3 separate regions of the Mus musculus genome follow, and all the other regions are linked to region 1. Evidence: chromatin contacts called from public HiChIP or PLAC-seq and promoter capture Hi-C data. All regions are on one chromosome and are shown on one strand. Each heading gives the region's core, a stretch centred on a gene start, on an enhancer-like site or on the middle of the called end of the contact. The rest is flanking DNA. Distances are from core to core; before and after follow the strand shown.

The links. Promoter capture Hi-C pulls out the DNA fragments that hold promoters and counts their contacts. HiChIP or PLAC-seq counts read pairs in DNA pulled down with a chosen protein or histone mark.
Region 2: a contact with region 1 is called in a promoter capture Hi-C map of pre-B cells, with 4 times the contacts expected there. The contact joins the promoter of Rbpj here to the promoter of Pi4k2b in region 1. A contact is called at or near these places in 2 of 39 promoter capture datasets (liver and pre-B cells), 3 of 484 Hi-C or Micro-C datasets (LSK cells, embryonic stem cells and pre-B cells), 2 of 115 datasets of contacts at active chromatin or transcription factors (large pre-B cells and thymic regulatory T cells) and 1 of 9 other capture datasets (adipose tissue).
Region 3: a contact with region 1 is called in an H3K4me3 HiChIP or PLAC-seq map of bone marrow-derived macrophages, with 2.6 times the contacts expected there. The contact joins the enhancer-like site here to the promoter of Pi4k2b in region 1. A contact is called at or near these places in 6 of 39 promoter capture datasets (the 3T3-L1 cell line, the HPC-7 cell line, cranial neural crest and 3 more), 1 of 15 datasets of contacts at CTCF or cohesin (large pre-B cells) and 12 of 115 datasets of contacts at active chromatin or transcription factors (the 230-238 cell line, acute myeloid leukemia, bone marrow-derived macrophages and 7 more).

Annotation. Positions count from the first base shown.
Region 1 is chr5:52,739,548-52,744,574 of GRCm38.p6, reverse strand. Pi4k2b (phosphatidylinositol 4-kinase type 2 beta) reads right to left here and starts at 3,001. Exons shown (of 10, transcript NM_025951.3): 1 at 2,607-3,001. The coding sequence starts at 2,856.
Region 2 is chr5:53,587,858-53,592,884 of GRCm38.p6, reverse strand. It overlaps Rbpj (recombination signal binding protein for immunoglobulin kappa J region), which reads right to left and starts at 2,399. Exons shown (of 11, transcript NM_001080927.2): 1 at 2,161-2,399. The coding sequence starts at 2,180.
Region 3 is chr5:52,145,479-52,150,505 of GRCm38.p6, reverse strand. It overlaps Gm40302 (a long non-coding RNA gene), which reads right to left. Exons shown (of 3, transcript XR_868417.3): 3 at 2,754-5,027. Dhx15 (DEAH (Asp-Glu-Ala-His) box polypeptide 15) reads left to right here. Exons shown (of 14, transcript NM_007839.3): 14 at 1-303. Among named protein-coding and RNA genes, the nearest start is that of Mir6417, 12 kb to the right of the region's middle. Within about 2 kb of position 3,130, at least 10 of the 459 cell types and tissues checked have an H3K27ac peak or open chromatin away from gene starts, as enhancers often do. A contact at or near this core is called in bone marrow-derived macrophages, where this site is marked.

The DNA.
Region 1 (5,027 bases), core at 1,752-4,251:
AAACTTGTATTCTTAAAAACCTGCCCTAAAATAGTTAGGAGTATTGGCTTCTTGATCCCCGATCAGGCAGAACGCCTCCCACTAGTTATGAGATTCCTTCCACTGAAATAAGACTTCGGGAAGTTACATTCTGCCTCTTTATTTGCATTTTAGATTTATTTATTTTATTTTATTTTATGGTGTGAATGTTTTGCCTGTGTGTATGTATGTGTATCATGTGCATGTCTGGTGTCCACAGAGGTGAAAAGACTGCATCAGTTGCCAAGGAACTGGAGTTATAGAAAGCTATGAATCTGAGTGCTGGGGTCTCTGCTAACTGCTGAGTCACCTCTCTACCCCCTGCTGCTTTTGAAAACCCTTTGCTTATTTTTAGGATTTTTGTTTTGTTTTGTTTTGTTTTGAGAGTTTTGCTATGCAATCCTAGCTAGCCTGGTACTACAGCCCAGGCTAGCCTTAAATTCAAGGCTGTCCTTCTGCTTCACCCACCTAAGTGTTGAGATTACAGGTATGTACCACCAAGTCAAGCTTGCTTTTTTTATGTGGGAATCCAAAGTAGTGCTTATTTCATAGGGCTACTTTCAATCTATTACATGTGAAGTGCAGAGAACACAGCCAGCACGTGCACCTAGTATACCAGTATTATTACAGCCTCATTCACTGGTTTCAATGACTGAATACTGACTTAATAGCACTACAGTTCAGGAGACTTCTAGAATCTGCCAACTACATTGTTAATATAAAGACCAGAGATGCATGACATTCTCCACTGGCTCAAGAACATAAGGCTCGCGGTTGTATAAATAAAATAGTTAAACACCAGAAATGTCAATACTAATCTAAAAACTTAAAGGTGTTCTCATGACAACTGCATGTAAAAGACAAAAGAGCTAAAGGACACTTTTAATATATTAAACTTAAAAGTAGTTAAATTATTCAATCATAAACCTTTGCTAGTTTTAAACACTTTAAGTAGAATAAAGAGTCAGAAAAAAAAATCCTTTTAAAAAGAACCTACATAATACCCCAAAGCAGTAGTTGTTTTGTAACACAGACTCCTAGAGTAAAACGGACAAAGTTCAGGACCTGGAAGAGAAAAGAAGTGGCTCAGTCATAACTTGACCACTTCCTGGATCTGTGACTGTGCAAACATCTTGGAATAGGAGCCACCATTATTACCGTTTTACTAAGTTTCAGTTTTCACAAAGAGGGTCAGCGACAACTCACCCATTGTGCTGCTGTGAGAACCAATGTCAAAACTCATCTTAAACTGTGAACTCTGACCTAGCTATCACCACCGAGGAGCTAAGAGTTCTTATAATCCATTTGCATTTTAGCTACCACATTCTCGTCCTTTTGACTTTAGCCTTAATATAAGTGTTGACAACAAAGAAAACACACAAACCAATCCAACCCACTCAAACAGTAAAAGTTTTTCAAGACTCTATTTCAAGGCTCTATTTCAATCTAACACACGAGGTAACTCTGGGGCAAGTAGCAGCCATATGGATCTTAGCTACCTCACAGACTAGATTCTACCTCAGATAGGGCCAAAGTGTCCACTGCAGCTGGCTGAACAGAGATTTGTGAAAGTGGAAAACTTCACATTCCTTTGCTCTATTCAGTGTTGCATGGCAAACTCATCCATCAGCTAACGTCGTGGTAAGGGCAGACCCCTATGTAGTTAATGTGTTTCAGAGACGACTTCCTTTAGGTCTCTTATTTAGAGGATTTGTGTTTGAATAAAAGTTGTTAGAACTCTTGACTTGCCCTGTTCAAATCATTTCAAGTCACATTAGCACACTGGTAGGTCAAATAAACTTAACTTCTAAGAAATGCAGTATTAATAACAACTACCTTCCCTGTGGCTTTTCCACAAGGAGTCATATGGAATGATGCTCGTGGAATAGTGCATATGATACTTCTTTGGATCCATCCTATCATCATCAAGTAGGAGAAAAAGGGAAAAAAAAAAAAAAAAAAAAAGCCAGTCTAGACTCCAGATGGATCTCATACAAATCTACTCCATTTCAGCCACACTCCACTCCACCGGTCCAAACTCACCACACAGACACCCAGGCCTGCAATAGCATGCCTTAATTTTTAGTTTAAACATTGTTAGTTAGCCTCTCTTTCAAAGGTCCACTTAAAATCAGCCCAGGAGATAATGAAAAGGTGTTTTTCTTTTTAAGCGCGCAAATATACTTTGCAGAGAGCTGGCGGCAGGAGTTCGCCCGCCTCCGCCCCCTCTGGCTAACGTCACAATAGCAACATTTAATAGAAAGTTTTGAAACTTGTCCCAGCGGCAAATGGTCATCCCTTCCTATTATCTCTCGGCTTATCATCCGCCCTGTAAACTCATGACTCCGACGAGAACTTTCTGGATCGTTGTGCGTTCTTAATTCAGAACTTAAGTCCAAACTTGAACAAACAACTTACGTCACAGTCCTGGATGAAGTTTCCCTCAGTGTTGGGTTCCCACTTGGACTGACTCTTTGGGGAAGCCTACAGAGTGAGATTTTAGTGGTCCCCGTTCTCCTGCCACAGAGGGAAAGGTGAGAGGAAACTGAGGCAGGGAAGGGCGGGTTGCGCGCGCGCATGGGTCGCACCTGAGCTCGTAGTGCGGGTCCGATCCAGCTCGGTGGACAAGCTCGCGGAGATCGACCCTTCCCCGGACACCGCCGGCGGCTCGTCGGTAGCGGGCTCGCGGAGGACATCCGCGCCCTCGTCCGCCTGCATTCTCACGGCGCTCCCGGGCGCGACCCTCCGCGGCTGGGCCCAGGCAACGCGAGGCAGCAGCGGCTCCCGCTCCTCGTCCTCGTCCTCCGAGGGGCGGGTGGGCTCGCAGGCCTCCGCCATGATGTCCCGGGGCGGCTCCGGCGCTCAGAGCCGCCGGGCTCCGGACTGGGACCCCAGCATCACGCCAAACCGCGGGGGACTGCTCCCACCGACGCCACCTCACCAGTCCACCAGCCCGCGCCGGCCACGCCCAGCCGCCGGCCACGCCCCGCCTCTCGAGCCCCGGGACGCCTTCCTTACGCCTGCGCAGAAGGACAGGGGGTGGGGCAAGCGAGGGTGGGGCGGGGCGGGGCGGGGTAGGGCATTGATGGCCACCTGTGTCTCAACTCCCAGAGCGTTGCCAGCCATTGCAGTGGATCCAGCAGAAAGCCAGGACCAGCGTCATTTCCGCGGGAGGTGCATCCCTTCCAACCTAAATAGTCCTCTCTTATTACTATATACATAATATACATTTATTTCACTAACTTTTCTCTAAAAGTTCATGAAGGCTGGGAGCTACTTCTATTACTATAGTCCATATGTTAAATATATAGTTTTGTAATCATAATCTGTGCATTATATGCATTTATTTGCTACTAAAATCGAGACGGGAGTGTATGTTTAGACATTCTTGATAGTGGTAATTTATAGATTTCTTTTGCTTTGACTGAAGTTAAACTAAGGTGTGTCAACACTTAGAAATCTTTCAAAGGCTGTATTTCGGCTGTGCTAATTTTTTTCCCTACTTCGCTGACTTTATTTTTTATTTTTATTTTGCTTCTTACTACTCATCTGTTTCACTTTTCTTTTCCTAGTTGTTTAGTAAAGATTAAAACATCGAGGAAGACCCGGGCGTGGTGGCGCACGCCTTTAATCCCAACACTCGGGAGGCAGAGACAGGCAGATTTCTGAGTTCCAGGCCAGCCTGGTCTACATAGTGAGTTCCAGGACAGCCAGAGCTACACAAAGAAACCCTGTCTCGAAAAAAACAAAAAACAAAAAAAAAAAAAAAAAAAAAAAATCGAGGAGGTTCCTACCTTTTAAACATAATGCCTTTAGAGCTGAGTTGCCTTCAGAGCTTTGCTTTAGCTGCGGTTCCACTGTTTTTGATGTAGTGTGCTTCACTTTTGACTCAGCTGATAATAGTTTATAATTACTTTTAGGATTTTCCTCTTTGATCTACTACTTTGAAATGTATTAATTTTCAAATTTAAGTACTGTGCTGGTTAGTTTTTGTCCACTTGATACAAAAGACTCTCTTGGGGAGAAGGACACTCCATTGAGGAACTGGCTCCATCAGAATAGTTTGTGAGCATATCTTTGGGGAATTTCTTGATTAATGTTTGATATGAAAGAACCCCATCCACTGTGAGTAATGCCATCCACCTACTATTTTGAAATTTTTATCTTGTTTGTTTCATCCTTCTTTATTGTTGTTGTTTTTTGGATGGGACAAATGTTCTATGTGCAGTTTTATGAAGAACATAGATTCTATAGTTCAGTGGCTTTTTGTTTCTTTGTTTGTTTTTGCTTTTTTTCTAAGATGGGATTTCTCTGAGTTGCCCTGGCCATCCTGGCTGGCCTTAAACTCAGATCTACCTGCTTCTGCCTCTCAAGCACTGAGATTAAAGGTGTGCGCCACCACCACATGGTGGTTGGATGGTTTTTATCTCCCAGTTGATTCTATTATTTAAGTATTGCCAGTGTTGTGCAGGTTACCCATTTACCACAGACTTTTTCATCTAGTACTGAGAGGAGGTTATTACAATCCTTATTACTGTGGATTTGTATGCTCAGTTGGCTTTTATGACTTCCTAGTAATTTTAGATTTTGAATTAAAATACTACATGTGTGTGTGAAGGTCAGAGAACAACTTGCAGAAGTTAGTGTTCTCTTTCCAGCCTGTAGGTCCTGCAGAATAAAAGAAACACAAGATCAGTAGCAAGCCCTGCGCCAGTCCTGCTTTGGCCTTCTTAACAATTACTCTAAACTATTTTTTCTTATCTCTAGTTATTCTCTGGCTTTGAAGTCCGGGTTGTCTGATATTAGTAACTGCTTTACCCTTCTTAGGCTTACTGCTCGTCCTAGGTAAATATTTTCCACTCTTCATTCTATTAGTGTCTTTATATTTAATTTTTCTATGTGTCACATATAGTTTACAGTGTGGACTTTTAAAATCCAGTTTGGTAGTCTCTATATTTCAGTTGGAGTTTTTAGTCCATGTACATATAATATAATGATAACATGGATGG
Region 2 (5,027 bases), core at 1,150-3,649, 850 kb before region 1:
ATAAATCAGAACAAACTACATTGCATTACTATACAGAATTTGCACTGTGCTCACGATCAGAACCAGTGTGCCCAATTTTAGCCTCGAGTTATGCACTAAGTATGAAACAAATGCAAATTCTCACAATTTCATGTATGTTCATAAAGTGTGCCTTATACTGCAAGTATTCCGCCTATAAATTCTAATAACCACGTTTTTAAAAAGCTTTCCAAAGTGCCAACATTCCTTAGACCTCATCTTCTATGTCCTCAACAACTCTTTGTGTACAACTTTATATAGAGAAGAAGCTGCATATGACTTTAAGGGTAATGTATCTTCTAAAAGTAGTGATCAACTAGTGGAAGAATATTTCTGAACAATACATTCAGTATTTACAACCCTAAATTATTTCAACCCTGATGCAGTAATTCAGGCCATTAGTATACAATATCCTACACCACACCCCCAGACTTCACCCAAGCTTTTAACATTACCATAACAATAAGAGCTGAAAACAACTTAATGCTCAAGTAACATAAGGAAGTACCTTTTAAGATAACCAAACTGAAAGCTACCAGTCTTTAGACTGCCCGTAATTAATGTATCCCACAAAGATCCTCAAAGCAGTATTCATCAAACCAAAACTACACTCTGCTCTTTGGCACCTGATTCCCAACGTCGGAATAGGAGTTGCCACACATCCACAGAAGTAAAAATCACAAACTACACACTCAAACTGCAAATTCAAACAACCATAAATGGTAAACTCATTTAAATTATGAAGAAGCAAGCCATTGATCAAATTCCCAAGCCAGATGTCTCCGAAAAGTCATTAAAACTGTAGATACAAATTCCAGGGGAAAAAAAAAAAGATAAACTTCATCAGCCCAACATTCACAAGTTTACAACATCAAAATTCACTCACCTCCTATTCACATCAAACGCACATCCACTGCGAATATCTGAAACTATTCTCCATCACCAACAGGGGGTGGGGTGGGGGGGTGGGAAGTACCTTTGAGCCTACTTCTAACAGTCTTAAAATATACCCTTCCATTAGCCCTCAGGTAACCCAGGTGCAAGGCTACTGCGGATGCCCTTGGCCTGGGGCCGTCAGAAGCCAATGATGGGGACGGCAATAACCATCAAGAAATCGAGATCCTTTTCCAGCGCTACTCTTACCAAGCAAAACAATCACGGGCCCAGAAAGATGGCAAAGAAAAGTGGGGTCGTTTTAATCCCAAGAGAGGGGCGCATAGGGGTGGGTAGGGGTGTGATCCCGAGAGAAATGGGTGCGAAGGAAGAAAGGAGGGGCGCGGAAGGAGCAAACTTAAGTATCTCAAGCATCTCCCAGACTCAAACAACAAAAGCAAACCCTAGAGTCTGTGCGCACTTAGAAGCACCAGATGGAGTCCCCGGGGTTGAGACAGTTCAACAGACAGACACAGTGGGCAGCGGATAAATCAGGCAGTGACGCGAGGGGAAGGGGATGCTAAGAGAATGAGACACTACATAGGGGAGACAAAGCCTTGGGGGGGGGGGGTGAGGACCAAAGAGAAAAAGGTGAGAGGGGATACACACGAGAAAGACAATGGAAGAAAGAGAACGGCAGTAATCTGGTGCCAGGGCTATGGCAGGTCACCCAGCTACTGAAGAGAGGGATACAACAAAGGGGCACGGGAGGAGGGACAGCGGGCGGAGTGGAGGTGCAGACGGGATGCGGGGCGCGCAGCGGCTCCCACAGAGAGCCTAAGGCGGCGAAACAAAGGGCTGGGGGCAGAATCGCGGGGGGCAGCGCACACAGACAAAGCGCTCCGGCGCCCAGGGCAGCGGCTGGGAGGACAGGCGACGCGGGCCACGCACGGGGAACAAAGCTGCGCCGGGATCCCCGCCAGGCCCGCCGAGGGGGGCGCGCGCCGGGCACGGTGCCTACGGCCCCGCGCGCCGGCCGCACTCCGCCCGCAGCCGCCGGCCTCGCCACCGCCCGCCCTCACGCGCCCGGAGCCCGCTCCACCGCGGCGCACGGGCGAGCCCCGCACCGGCCCGCGCCATCGCGTCGCCGCCCCGCGCCGCCTCCCGAGGCCCCGGCGCGCCGCGCGGCCCCGGCCCGCCGCCTGCCGCCGGCGGTCAGACGCCCGCAACTTTCCCGGTTCCCAGCACTCGCTGCCCCCTCAGACTTACCCTGTCACAACAGGCGCCATCTTCCACAAACTCTCGCCAAAACTCCAACCCTCGCGAGATTCCCCCCGCCGCCTTTCCCTGCTCCTCTCCCCCGCCCCTTCCCTCGGCCTCGCCGATCGCTGCCACCCGGCCCCCGCGCCGTCTTTCCCCGCTTCGCCGCCGCCGCCGCCGGGAGCCAGCCGCCTCGCGCCGCCCGCGGACTAAGGGATCTGCTCACTGCCTTTCCCTAGAAACCTACCCCGCCGATGGAGCATGCGCAGGCCGCTCCTCCGCGGACAAGCCCTCCGAGTAGTCCATGGGGAGCGCTCCGGTTATCCGGGTTTTGGGACGCGCCCTCGGGGACGTACGTGGAGACTGAGGAAAACCGGAGGGCATTACTACGGGGACCGGGACTGGAGGGGTCAGGAGGCGGGGCCCCGGGGCCGGGAGGAGGGGTCCTGGGAAAATGCGAGCGTCTCACAGGCCTAGAGGAGACGCCTCCTCGAGTGGGTGTTTTCCAAGTGGCTTCCCGCTCGCCGCGGGTTCCCAGCCTTTTTCATTCATTCCGACGTTCACTGGACACCTCCCTTATGCTAATCTCAGTATCAGGTGCCGGAGCGGCGGAGATCGGGACAGAGCCCCGGTCCCCGGTGACCTGCCAGCGACTGTCTCCATTCATTTGCTCCCGCACGACCCGCACACGCGGCGAGACAGGCGTGATCGCCGCGTGAGCTGACCCTTCCCAAGAGCTCTGCAGGGGAAAAGCATTAGGGGATAAGCTCTGTGCCTTTCGCCGCTTCTCCCCGATGCGAGCTGGGGTCATCCCGAGGTCAGCCTCGCGCAAAGGTGTCCCCCCTAACCCCCCGATGTTCACTTTGCACCCACACGTCAGAGCCCCGAATGGTTGTCCCCAGAGCCACCACTACAAGCCCGGGCACTTGGGAGCGAGCTACCCGCCCAGCTCCGACTGCCTGGGGAACTCATGGCAGCAGCCAGCTTGCAGGATGTAGGTGTGGGTGCAGACGTGTAGGTAACTGCCTAGAAACAGCTCCTCCGGCGGTGGCCCGATGCTGTCGCCCGATGCTTGTCTTGCCTGGGACACCTCTCGGCAGGTGGTGGCCCGAGACCTGTCCCTCCGGTCCCCTACCTGCTGATCCTCCCTGCTCCCCCCCCCCCCCCTTCCCGGCCCTTTGCTTTCCAAGAGATTTCCCAGCTCCTGCATTGCCTGCCTCCCGCAGGGAGCCACAAAAAACCCGGAGAACTGGATCAGCCCGCCCGAGACCCGCTCCGGAGCGCCGCAGGATTGGCGCGGCGCGCTCGCGCCACTGCGCATGTGCGCAATGCGGGCAGCCGGAGTCTCACGCTACACCTCCTCCCGAGCGCCTTCCACCGCTCGGCTCAGACACAACACGGGCCGTGGGAAATTTCCTAAGCCTCGCGAGAACGCGCTCTCCTACCCACCCCGCGGGCGGCTGGGCGTGCGCCCTACATCGCGCAGAGCCGGGGCCCCGACAGGTGTTCGTCCCGTGCGGCTCCCGGGACGCGGAAGGCAGGGTCCGACAGGCGCCCGCGAGGCGGGGCGGGGCGGGGCGGTGGGCGCGTGGCGGGGAGCGGCGGGCTGAGGCCGCCCCGGCACACTCACGCACGCGCCGGGGAGGCTTCCTGTCGCCCTCCCGAGCCTGGTACTTTCCTGAAATGTGACAGACGTGGTGCCCCCCGCCTCCGGGAGCTGTCAGCCAGCCCCGTGTCGGCTTTGAGTCATGCATCTGAGTCACCTAGTCTGGCCTCCACTTCACTTGCTCTACAACAAGTTTGGATTCCCTTAACTATTCTAGCAATGGTTGGTTTGGGGTTTTTTTGTTTGTTTGTTTGTTTTGTTTTTGTTTTGTTTTTTGTTTTGTTTTGTTTTCCTTTATAGTGTCTTCGATGGCTTTGTGAGCCGGCAAGGCTCCGGGAAAGCTGAGCTTAGCGATCTCAAACGTTTGCATTGTGGTACGAGAACACGATTTAAATAGCTTCCCCTTAGTCTGTTCCTAGCCTTTAAAGGAATCCTACATACATACCAGTTTCTGTCTCCCCTCCCCCCCAGATGACTTAAAACGCCAGTTTTGTTTCCTTCCTCTTTCTATTCTTTTGTAGCAAGCATCCCGTTCTAGGTACTGTTTCATCAGATACGTTAGTGGCTGCTGTTCTCCACGCACCCTTTTTGAATTCATTTACTTGCCCAAGAGCTGTCAGAACCCTTCTTCACTCTGCCACTTTTCAGATTGGCGTGGTGCTGTGTAGGACTAGTGTCTTGCTAGCATCATGCACCCACAAATGAAGACTGGGTTTTGACATTTAAAGGACAGTGAACCCTCTAATAGCTAATGTCTCCTGGTTGAAATAAAGCTTTGCTTACTGAAGGTTTGTTAAGGGTATGCGATATGTGTTTGCCTATCGCTTTATTTATTTACTTCCCATTTTTAAAAGGACGTATGCCCATTTAATACGCTATGTCAAAACATGTCTCATCCAGAACAAGAGAGTGTTGCGGAGGTAAAATGCCTTTAAACGTTTCCTCAAGGATTTTTAGGCCTAGTGTGACGGTTTGTGACACTAATGTTGGACGGAAGGCCATGAGACCTTGGAAAGCCTTGATAGTCATAAAACTAATCTCAACTCAAACGCTCCACCTAAGGTGTTTTCCTTTCTCAGTAATGCCAATTCCTTTGCCCTCACTTAAGAGGACCTTGGAATTACTTTTGCTTTTATATATATATATATATATATATATATATATATATATATATATATCACACATTCAGGATTGCACCGGCAAGAAAAATCATGCTAGTCAGATCTATTAGTCTATTTTCTAATCCATAATATGTAAGGAAAGGAAGCTA
Region 3 (5,027 bases), core at 1,881-4,380, 590 kb after region 1:
ATTAAACATTTATGCCTCCCTTTTGTGTTGACACTGTAGCTCATACTGGAAAAGTCGATCAATGTTTTGCAGTTTATTGAAAGTAGTTCTATATATAACAATGTTATAAGCATTTCTTTAGAAATGGTTGAAAATGCTTCTAAAATGTGATTATCGACCATGGTATGCATGATCGTTGTAATTGTTGACATTCCTTTTAGAAGTTGTGAAATGTTACAACTTGTGCTTCTGTAGACACAATCTTCTGTCTCCATACAGAGGCACTGACTTCAATAAAGTCTATTTATACTAATCTTGGCCCAAGTCCTTCTGTATCTTTTATTCTAAGAGTCTCTATAGTGAGTGGCTGCTTTTCTTTTTTCATTGTAATTATACTGTTACTACGTATTTAGCGTTTTTTAAAAGGAGTACTCCTTAGGTACAGTAGCCATTAAACCTGGGTTTTAAAGAGCATAAATGTAGCACTTTCTTAGGTTAATCAGTATGTAATCTAATGGGATAACGTGTGTAATATTTTTTTTTGAAATTGGATCCCCAGAGACAGAATAATGGAAGAATGGCTTTGTCCTCATTCTTAAAGCTCATTTCATAAGGCTGATAGTTTATTACCTTATTAAATGCGTTGTGTCAGGTCTTACTGTACTGAGGCGAACAGTTTAATCACTCTAGCCCCTAGCATGTGTTTGTATTGGATAGGAGGGAACAGTGTTCTGGATCACCGTCAGTTTTTACTAAGTATTGACTGTTGGCAGCTTTTATAATGTAATTTGTATAGTGTGTTAAAATGAGAAGTTGAGCTTCCTATCAACAGGCAGGAGACAAACTAAAATCCTTCCGGAACCAAAAGGAGCTGTTGATGTGGCCAGTCAAAAGTACTGCAATAATTTGTCTTTCACTTACAGGCTAAATAGTTACTAAATTTGGATGTGCCTTTCTCTTGTTAATTTGCTTTGCTTTGCTTTGTTTTAAAGTCTTGGTGACCTGCCATTCACTGTAGACTAGATTGGCCTCAGAAATCACTGATTCTCCTATCTCTGCCTCATTTTTTATAATATGAAAGGAAAATGTATAGTTGTGATCTGATGACGTGTCAGTTTCAGGTGATTTGAATACTTTTAGTGCACCTCTTATATGGTGCCTAGTGGTTCAGGATATCTAGAAACCACATCAGAGAGATGAGGGGAGAACGGTACTGACTCATTGACCCCGACAGTAAGAGAAAGAAAGTTAAATTGTTTCTGTCTTGTTTAACTCTATTTTAAGAGAAGATTAGAACTGTATTATTAGAGACTTTCTAGCAGAACCTACCTGGAGGCTATGAAAAGTACTCAGGTGTACCTAACAACCTAGACTTCTAGGGCTGACTCATACACTTCATAGAGAAGCTGATTAGAAGTCCTTCTTTGTTCTGGCTTATCGGCTCATTGCTCATTAATTTCTGTTACTCCTATCATTGTTATCCTACCGTTGGGTCTTGGGGATTGATCTCAGATTGTTGAGTTTGTTGGGACGTGTCTACCTGATGGTGCATTTTACTAGTATAAAATCAGATTTAATCCATATGAGATGTAAAATTGACTGGCTTGGTAGATACTTATTTATACACTGATTATGGTTTGTATATAATACATATTAGAGGACTTGGAGAGGGAGCCTCACTTCAGAATTTTTTTACTGGTTCCATCACAAAAACGTGCATTTTAAGACTTGTGAATACAATGCTTCATAAGCAGCCATTACACAAGGGTATTGCCACCAGTAAGACAAGCATCATCCCAGGCTATGGAAACTTGACTTTTACTTTGAATTGTCTCAGGCCATTTGAACTCAGAATAGCAAAAGTGTTCCTTGGTAGTCTTCTCATTGTTACATAGATAAGATGAACTTAAATCTGAGTGTTTGGCAAGTGTCCTATACTTTATTTTTAAATTACTATGTGTTGGGGGTTTTTCTTCATTAAATTGTTGTAGACTCACTATTTACAATTAACAGATTGTAGGTATTGGAGATGGAATATTGTGGATTGAATCTAGGACATACTCCACCAGATTTATATATCACACCTAGACTAGAGTAGATTGAACCTAGTTAAGAAGTTAGAAATGCAAGAACACATGATAGTCAACTTTAAGGTTTTTGAGGAGGAGGGAGAAAAAAATGTATGAGTGCATTGGCCAAAAGCCAGTGTCAGAAGCCAATCTTCTACACTACTTATTCCCCACCTTACTGTTTTGAGACAGGGTCTCTCACTGGACTCGCAGTCCACTGATTGCCTAGCCTGTCTGGTCAATGAGCTGTGGCTATCCATTTGTTGGTCCAGCTTCCTCCTCTACTCCTGTGTGGCGAGGGTTACAGATGATGAGTATCACAATGGCAGTGTTTTTATGTGCTTTGGGGAATCCAAACTGGGGTCATTATGCTTGATTGGCAGGTACATTACTGACTGCTAGTCCTTTTATAAATGCTCTAAACCATTGTTCAATTAAGCCCTAGGCATTGTGTGAGGCTATCTTGAAAGGTAGACTGGTACTATCCAGGATGGTCTCAACATAAGGTCTAGTTGACTTTAAAAATTTGTACAAAGAACTGTAGAGTCAGGTGCAAGGAACATAGTAAGAACCAGAGGCAGATCAGTTAAAAGTAGACAAGTCTTAAAGGCACAGGAGTGGAGCCAGAAGGCAGAGGAGTAAGCGAAAGTCAGTGTGAACCTTTGATGATTAGTAGTCTAGCTAACATGGTTTTTAAAGTTCTGCTTTATTGAAGTGTAGGTTGCATATAAGAATTTGTCTTGGGTACATAGTTTTGTAAAGTTAGGCAGATCCACAGTAGTAATCATATTACCCAGCATTTTTTCATTGCCCCTTGAAATTACTGTTCCCTTTGTTCTCATCAACCATTGCATTTTTCTGTTTTTAGTTTTGCCTTTTTAACAGGATCAGAAGTGGAATTAGGCCAGTTTAAATATATTTATCAGTGTTTATCCATTACTCGTTACATATCGTACTTATGTTTGCCAGTTAAATATATTTGGATTTCTATGAATAATGTCATGGATTTATGGGTCTTTATGTGGACATTTTTTTTATTTCTCTTGAGTGAAGCTTAATCGAGGTTTTTGGATTATGCAATAAGTCATGTGTAACTTTGAAAGCTTCCAGTTTTAAATTGCTACACGATTTTGCTACTGGGTTGCCTGATTTCACAATTACCCATTTTCTTAAAATTCCAGTAGGCAAAAACAAAAAGTACAACATTTTAGCAAGTGCCTATCACAAAACAGACTACTGTAGTGAAGGCTGTGAGTTAGAACTGCTTTGGACTTAAGTGTTTGGTTTTATGCTAACCAGCTAATTTAGGTTTGAGATTGAGTCAACAGGCAGGTAGCCAAGGGATTCAGATGTCGACTACCCATGTGTGTATGACCCTCATGAGATATTTTTAGACAAATAATCATTTTAATATCCAGGAGGAAACAAATTTTTCTAAACATGCACAGGTTAATCATCTGATCTCTACAAAGTCCAGCATGTGAGAGTGGGCTTATGCCTGCAGAAATAATGGACATAAAGAAGAAATTTTGTTTTACTCAAATCTGAATAGAGCAGAATGAATTAAGATGTGGCTGTTTAAGGGGTAAGATGTGGCTGTTTAAGGGGATGACTGAGACTGTCAGTCAACAGAAATGTAATGCCTAATATTAGCTGCATGTCAGTTTAAATTGTACAACTGTTAGCAAGATGAGTAGCTAAAACATACTTTCGGGTATTTGGATATCAGTGTTCAGTGTCTTAACAAAGAACCTGGTATTTCATCCAGGGGACTATTGATGAGTGTTAATAGCCACAGTCTCATAAAGGGAAACATGTTTATTTTTGTGTAGTCAGTCCGTTTCAGAATGTTTTATAACTTCTGGTTCTTGATAGTGAGAATACTGTTATGTTACTTTTAGTGTACTTTCAATGTGTGATCTGTACTAATGCGTATTGAAGCCTACTTGGTCTAAATAAGATTGTTAAAACTTTGTGTTTTATATAACTTAGATCCTGTGTTTAATCATTTCTAATGAAACTTTGGACTTGAAATAAGTATATTTTATTATTATTATTTTTAATCTTCTTATACCTGCAAGGAGCTGACTTTGAAGGAACTCACTAAACTTTAGACAGGTGCACCTGCGTCTCTTAGGGCCTTTGTACAGGAATTCTATTTTCTTGTGTAAAAGATTTCACGGACGGCTGGCTGCTTTAGCAGTGTCTCTAGTGAGACACTATGTAAGTCTGCGCCTGGTAGCTTTGTAAAGTTGATGGAAAGGAGACTAGGGACGAAGCCTCTGAAACCCAAGTTTCCCACAGTTGTCATCATGTGATGGCAGATAGGTGTGTTTTGGTAGAGTACTGGTTGTCTGTGAGTAGCAGGTTTTATCCAGCAGGTAAGGTTGAAGGCAGTAGAGAACACACAGCATGGTGGGAGGACAGAAAGCAATCAGTAGTGATGGTTGTTGAGGGGACTCAGCATTTCAGATCAGAACTGAGTAGCACACATAGCTCTAGGGCTGATGGGCGTTTTCCTGAGTTTGGAAGAAGTGGAACTAAAGGTCACTGGTCTAGTCATCAGTGTTGAGCCACGCCTACAGTGCACAGCGTGGTGGTGTTGACTGTGTTATCCTTGAGTGCCAGACCTTGATCAGGTGCATGCTTCTAGGATTGTGGTACTCATAGTAGTTTTGAAAGATGCCCAGGCTCTGCCCTAGTTCCCGACAGACCGGGTGGAGTTGGTGTTGGCAGTTTTGTAGATTTGGTCTCGGCTAGTCTAACTTGACAGTAATCTTTTTGCCACGGGGACTACAAGTCTCCCACCATGCCCAGTCTCCCCATCTAGTTTTCCATTCTGGTGTACTAATCACAGGAAGTAAGCATGAAAGAGTGAACACAACAATAAAGGTTGGAAGAAGTAGGGATTGTGTTTTTGAGTTTTTACATTTTTTTTTAATGTGTATGAGAAGGCATGTGCACTGTGTGGGGGCCTGG